Regions from separate parts of the Gossypium arboreum genome. Here region 2 is linked to region 1. A link is a contact called in public Hi-C data. All regions are on one chromosome and are shown on one strand. The core of a region is the stretch at or near the end of the contact, and the rest is flanking DNA. Distances in the headings are between cores, read along the strand shown. Region 1 holds the start of LOC108461600 (LRR repeats and ubiquitin-like domain-containing protein At2g30105). Region 2 overlaps LOC108473500 (potassium channel SKOR-like).

What was found. A called contact is a pair of places that touch in the nucleus more often than the background predicts.
Region 2: a contact with region 1 is called in a Hi-C map of leaf, with 4 times the contacts expected there. The contact joins the enhancer-like site here to the promoter of LOC108461600 in region 1. A contact is called at or near these places in 2 of 5 Hi-C or Micro-C datasets (both in leaf).

The regions. Positions count from the first base shown.
Region 1 is chr3:70,090,588-70,093,978 of ASM2569848v2, forward strand. It overlaps LOC108461600 (LRR repeats and ubiquitin-like domain-containing protein At2g30105), which reads left to right and starts at 1,689. Exons shown (of 7, transcript XR_001867792.2): 1 at 1,689-1,961; 2 at 2,138-2,223; 3 at 2,824-3,391.
Region 2 is chr3:70,612,003-70,615,393 of ASM2569848v2, forward strand. LOC108473500 (potassium channel SKOR-like) reads left to right here. Exons shown (of 13, transcript XM_017775094.2): 2 at 1,833-2,057; 3 at 2,134-2,197; 4 at 2,804-3,143. Among protein-coding and RNA genes, the nearest start is that of LOC108473500, 7.2 kb to the left of the region's middle. Within about 2 kb of position 1,834, at least 2 of the 2 cell types and tissues checked have an H3K27ac peak or open chromatin away from gene starts, as enhancers often do. A contact at or near this core is called in leaf, where this site is marked.

The DNA of each region.
Region 1 (3,391 bases), core at 439-2,938:
GAAATCACTAAGAAGAGGAGTTTATGATCAAATAACCCACACTTACACACTTGAGCAATTTGAGATGAACGGTGGATCGATATAGACACGAGATCAGAGATTGGGTGATCTAAAAGAATTATTAAAGTGAGAGGGTATAAGATTAATCAAAATAAAAGAATGACAAAGAAATGTGGAAACGAAAGGTGTAAAAAGAGAAAAATTCAACTACCGATAGTGGTGACGGCGATGGTGGCCCAACGAAAGGTGTAGGAAAAGAAACGGTGAAGGTTTGGCAAAACAAAGGTGAAATATTGCGATGAAAGAAAGTGGAATGGCGGTGAGAAGAAAACTATGGTGGTTTGCAGTACTGGTCACGGCGGCGATGGGTGGCGATGGGGAAGAGAAAGAGAAGGAGGAAGAGGCGCAGTGGCCATGAGGTGTGGTGATCAGCGGTGGAGGGTTCTGTCGCGGTTGAGGAAGGAAGCAAAAGGGAAAAGAGGAAAGGGTGGTGGTGTTGCAAAAAGAAAGAAAGAAATAGGTGAGGAAGGAGAGAAAAAGAGAGAATATGGAAGAGAGGGTGGAGGGGACGACAATGATAGGTGGGAGAGTGGGAGGAAAGGTTGGTCAACTAGGTCTAGGTGCAATGAATTTCTACTATGGAAAGGGTGAGATGAAATGGTAGGAGAGGGAGACATCAAGTGAAAAGGGGATCATCCCCCTTCAACTTATGGTAAGTTTAACCTTTAATGGAGGAAAGAAATCCTCCCAATCATGGAAGCTATGGGTTGGGCGGCAAGCTTAATAAAAACAAGGGAAAAATGTTAGAAAAATGAAATGAAAAAGTGTGAACAATGGATTTGAACTTAAAACCACTAGGATAGCTAAGAAGTATTAAACCACTATACCACTTCCTTGTTCTCATTTTTGCGCCAATAATCATAAAATGTGGGATGTGACATGCATGTTTCCAAACAACTAAGATCATTCCAAAATAATAAAAAATCATATTTCTCAAATGTTAAACACTATCAAATATTCACTTTCTCTCTTGTATTTATTTACAACAATTTATAATTTCAATTTATAATCAGAACTAAGATCAAATACAATTAAATCAAATCATAATAAAACAAGGTATAAACGTATATTTATTTATTTATATAGTGAACTTACTTAGTATATTCGACTATCGAGTATATTTTTAGGGCGATTTTCCCTTCCCCTATAATCCTTCATACAGTTCAATTCTTGATCTATATAATGATTAAATTCACTTTAACAATTCAAATGCACTATCAAACTCATTTCTATGCACATGACATTTAAATTTTATTTTACAAATTTTCCTTAAACTTCTATACTTTGTTCAATTTAGTCTTTAAAATCGAAATTATTAAAATTTCACATTTAACCTCTAATACTCCAAAACTAAATTTAATAGCATCCCAAGATAGCCTGCTCCTAACCAATCACTTATATTTCTATAAGCTCAAGCATAAACGTACAAAAAAAAATGCAGCTAAAAGTTATTGAAAATAAACGAAAATAATAACAAAATTTTTTAAAAATTCCTATGTTACTCCCACACTTTAGATGGCACATTGACCCTAATGTGCACCAAAAAGTAAATAAGAGAAGAGACAACCCATTTTTTGTGAAAGTGCAGGAAGGTTATACAGCAAATTAGGCTTTTAGCAAAAACGCCGCAAATAGATATCATTAGTCGCGCTAATTAAAAAATGCCATAATAAGTAAAGCAATAACGAAGTTTATGGAGAATACGGCGCACCGCAAAATGTAAGTAATAGTGGCGTTTATTTAAAAAAGCCACAAATTTTTTTACTTGAAACGGCGCTGCACACACGAATTATTTTCTCTCATTCTTTTCTTTGAACCCTGGCCCTTTTCTTTCCTAGACTTCTCTTTACTTGAAGCCCAAAAATCCCCATCCCTTTTCGTTCTCAGTCTTATTGTCTCAGGTAAGACAATTCTGCTTCATTTCTTTCTATTTTTTTTTAATTTTCTTATCGGGTGCTTAGAAAATTACTGATATGATAAATTACTTATCAGGAATAAGGGGAAGAAACACTATTTTGACCTAACAAGGTATGTTTAGATTTTGACCTGTTTCTTGGTCTCTTTTTGTTTACTGAAGGAGAGCTAGAAAAGGAAGCAGTGATCTTTTTGTTGTTTCCTTTATCTTGGGTTGAAGAGAAGATGCAGCCAAATCAGTTGAAGAAGGTTAGTTTCTTCTTCTTCATCATCATCATCTTCCTCATCTTCTTTTTTTTTTTAAGATTTATTACTACTTTTTTTTTTAACTTCAAAGTTTAGATTTTTTGGAATTATAGGATCTGGGTTTTGTGTATCAAATTTTAAAAGTTTTAACCTTTTGATTTTTTGAACGTGGTTTGAAGATAAAACTTTCAAGGTTGTACTTTATTGATGTTTTCTTGTAGGGAAATTGACGTGGCTTAGGCGCTATGATTTCAAGCTAATAAACCTGTTTAAATTTTATTAAAAAATTGAATTAATATTTTTTATCAAATAATTTGGAGAAGGCAGGGTCTTGGTTAAAATTTTATAATTAAAAAACCAAAAAAAAAAAAAGTTAGAAGGTGTCATGTAAGGTGATAAGTTGAGATTTTGAAGTTTGGGTTAGATTCTTTTTAACCAAAATGAATTTGTTAAGTTTTGGCTTTAATTTTCACTGAGATTGAAGAGGACTAATTTTGGAACTGAATAGAGGAAATATAAAACTTAATTCACACACTTGTTTGTTAAAGAAATCAATATCTATAAAGGAAGAAAAATGAAGTTTGGTTTGTGCTTCAATTTCAGGTTTTAAAATCAACTTGAAGCTGGAATTAACTTTAAAATAAGTGGTGGCCATTAATCCGCTGGGTTGCTTCAATCATGCTAGTGCTTAATGTTGAAAATGTTTCTTGAAGAATGAAGATTATTCTATTTTTATTGTTTTTGGTTCCTTTATGTATGTTCACACTTTTTCATAGCATGATAAAGATGGCTACTAATATTTTTGGATTTCTTTCTATATTGCTTTCTTTATCAAAAGTGGTATTAGTTTCCTCTTTAGTTATATGGAGAGCATTCCAATAAATGAATCGATTTCAATAGATTCTGTGTTTGATTTTTGACTAATAGAAATTGCCAAGCTAAGTGCAACATCTAGAACCTAATTCTATTTCCTCAAAGTAATGACTTTTGGATGTATATATTTAAATTTTTTAGTTTTGCATCTTTAAAGGCTATTAAAGCTGTTTTTGGCTTTATTCAAGCACCTTCAGGTTTATCTTATCCAGTTAATCCAAGTAAAGACTTCCAGGCTTGATGGTTCAAGCAATCGTATTAAGGAACTTCCATCCTCACTTGGAAACTGCTCAGATTT
Region 2 (3,391 bases), core at 584-3,083, 520 kb after region 1:
TCACTACAATATTGAACTTAATTAATTTAGTCTCCTTCTAAATTTTAAAATTTTAGATTATGTTTTCAAATTAAAACCAACTCAATTAAATCATCTTTAATATTCGTCTATAAAACTCAAATTTCTTTTGATTATATGATTTTGAATCTTTCATACTAAGCTAAAATCAAAGAAAAATCTTACAATTAATTAAATTAATTAATTTATCTTTCATACCAAACAAAAACTCAGAATTTTTCATCACTTCTTTACTCAACGAAGAACAAGCAATTAATTTAATTAATTGCAAGACTTTTCTTTTACTTTTCTTTTCCTTTAACCTAGTATGAAAGATCCAAGATTATATAATAAAAATTAATTTTTATAGACAATTATTGAATATGAGTTATCGAGTTGATTTATATAAGAATAATATGGAAACATAAAATAAAATTTTAAAATTTAGAAGGAGATTAATTTAATTAATTTCAATATTACAAGAATAAATCGGTTGACATTATCAAGTGATAAAAACTTCTCAACAATTTATTTAATTTATTTTGATGTTTTGAAAATTAAATTTTAATATTAAAAAAATAAAATTTTGACAATGTGATAAACAAGTACAATTTGACAATTGTTTAATGCATTATTAGTTTCTACCACTTTTTCACTTTAATCCTTAGTTTTTTTTTTACCTTAATCAATATTTAACAAGAAAGAGTATTTTTTTAGGTGATCAAAATGGAAGCGACCTAAAAGTTGGGCGACCAAAATGAAATTGTGAACATGTTGCGGTGTATATATTTAGGGCTGTAAATGAACCGAGCTTGAATGAACAAATCTCTGTTCATGTTCGTTTGTTTATTTTTAGGCTTGTTCGTGTTCAGTTTGTGTTCGTTAAGAAGTTCAAATTTTTGTTCATGTTCGTTTATTTAAAATTATGTGTGTTTATGTTCGTTTGTTTAATGTTAACAAACATATTCATTTAATTTAATCGAACATGTTCATTTAACTTAATCCAACATATTCACGAACATTAAATGAACATATTCATTTAACTTAATCGAACATATTCACGAATAATGTTAATAAATAATAAACAAATAAACAATAAATACATACGTACATACGTATACACACATATTGTTTAGATATAAAATAGTCAAATATAAATATTAATAATTATATTATAAATGAAAAAATACAAACCAAATAATTTTATTAATATATACTAATGGAACAATAAACGAGTTTTAAGATAATTTTATTAATATATACTAATAAAATTTTTATAAGAAAATATCAGTAATAAATAAACAAATCATAGACGAGTCAATACACGAGCTTATAAACGAGTTTTTAAATGAGCTTGTTCGTGAACATAAACCAACAGAATACACCTTTATTCGTATTAATTCGTTTATTAAACGAATATAAAAATTTTGTTCATACCTATTTATTCACGAACAGTTTATTAAACATTTTATTCATTTATACCTCTATATACAGTTAACTAAATAAAAATATTCTAAAAGTTTGCGTTATTCTTTAATCATTCAGAACAACAGCCCAATACAAATTAAAATGTAAATAAAATATTCATTCACATAAGTTTACATGTAATGTCAAAGTAGAATAGTAAATATGCATAAACACTATCAAATTTGATTAATAAAATTTCCATTTAAACCTATTTTATTTCTCAGATAATTTTAGTTTTGTATTTCCTACAATTTAGGTGTTGAGAATAATTCATTTCTAGTGATTGAAATGATGTAGAGACGAAATAGGAAAAACAATGTAGTGACTGAGAGAAGGATGATGACGCATCGAGTAACTGACTGACACAGGTGGTACGTGGCGTGGACGCACTTCATACTCTTATGGGCAATATACTCCTCCTTCTTCACACCCCTGGAGTTCGGGTTTTTCAGAGGACTCCCAGAGAACCTTTTCCTCTTAGACATTGCTGGCCAACTTGCCTTTCTCTTCGATATTGTCGTACACTTTTTCCTTGCCTATCGCCACCCTCACTCCCATCATTTGGTTTACGATCGCAGGCTCATCGCCCTCAGGTATCTCCATTTCCCTCTCTTCCTTTTTTGCTTCTTACTCTTAAATATTACCCATTCCTTTCATTCCACTTTTCAGGTACTTGAAATCTCGTTTTATTGTTGATTTCCTTGGATGTTTGCCTTGGGATGCTATCTATAAGGTACCCATTTCTTCTTCCTTTTTTTCTTTTTCAAAGGCAAACTAGTAATCGGTTAACAAATTCCTTATACAAGTTATATTTGTTTATTTCCACCATTGCATTTCATTAATGTCAATTATCGAGGAGAAAGAAATGTTTGACTAGTATTGATAAAAATGATAATGATGAAGAATTATATTACTAAATGCAACTGCTAATTTGTTAAATAAACATTGAATAAAAAAGTAATCAAAACTAAAATTTGAGTGACAAAGTTGAATAAAAAATTGGAAGTTTAGTTGCAAAATAAAAAATAAAAAAAAAAACTAGTGTGGAAAATTTGCCAATAGTATCAAAGAAAATGGTATGTAACTAAAAGTATGGTGGCAAATTACAATATCCATTATAGATAGCAATTTTCTTCTTTAACCCACATATATGACGAAAAAGGGTATAGAGATTCAACTCTTCATATATATGAAAATTTTAAAAAAGTTTGGACATATATATTTTGGATACATCGTAGTATAACACACTCATAGGACCCAACTATAACTACTTAGCCTTAGCATATATTTAGGAATGAGTATGATGATTAGTGGTCTGAAGTCATTTTACTGTGACAAGGTTTGTGGACGAAAAGAGCCTGTTAGATACATGCTATGGATTAGGCTAAGTCGGGCTCTACGAGTGACAGAATTTTTCGAGAAGTTGGAGAAAGACATCCGGATCAATTACCTTTTCATCAGGATTGTTAAGCTTATTGTGGTTGAATACTATTGCACGCATGCTGCTGGTTGCATCTTTTACTATCTTGCTACAACAGTTCCTCCTTCCAAGGAAGGTTACACATGGATAGGAAGTTTACAGATGGGTGAATATCGTTATTCAAATTTCAGGGAGATTGATCTGTGGAAGCGTTATGTATTATCTCTCTATTTTTCTGTTGTAACCATGGTAACCGTTGGTAGGTTTTTCAACTTTGTTTGATTTCAATTAGGAGATTTTTGGTGAATATAGAAACTTTAATTGCTTTTTATTATATTTTGGTTTCTTTTTCTTATTCTTTTTTTTTTTTTTATTATGGTGATGATTCACTTTAACATTTTCTTCTCTTACATGTTATATCAATAAAGCCATTAATCATTATTTTTCTCAACTCTTTTTACTATCATCACACAACTATGCATTTCTGCAAATATTTGTTGGTTGAGA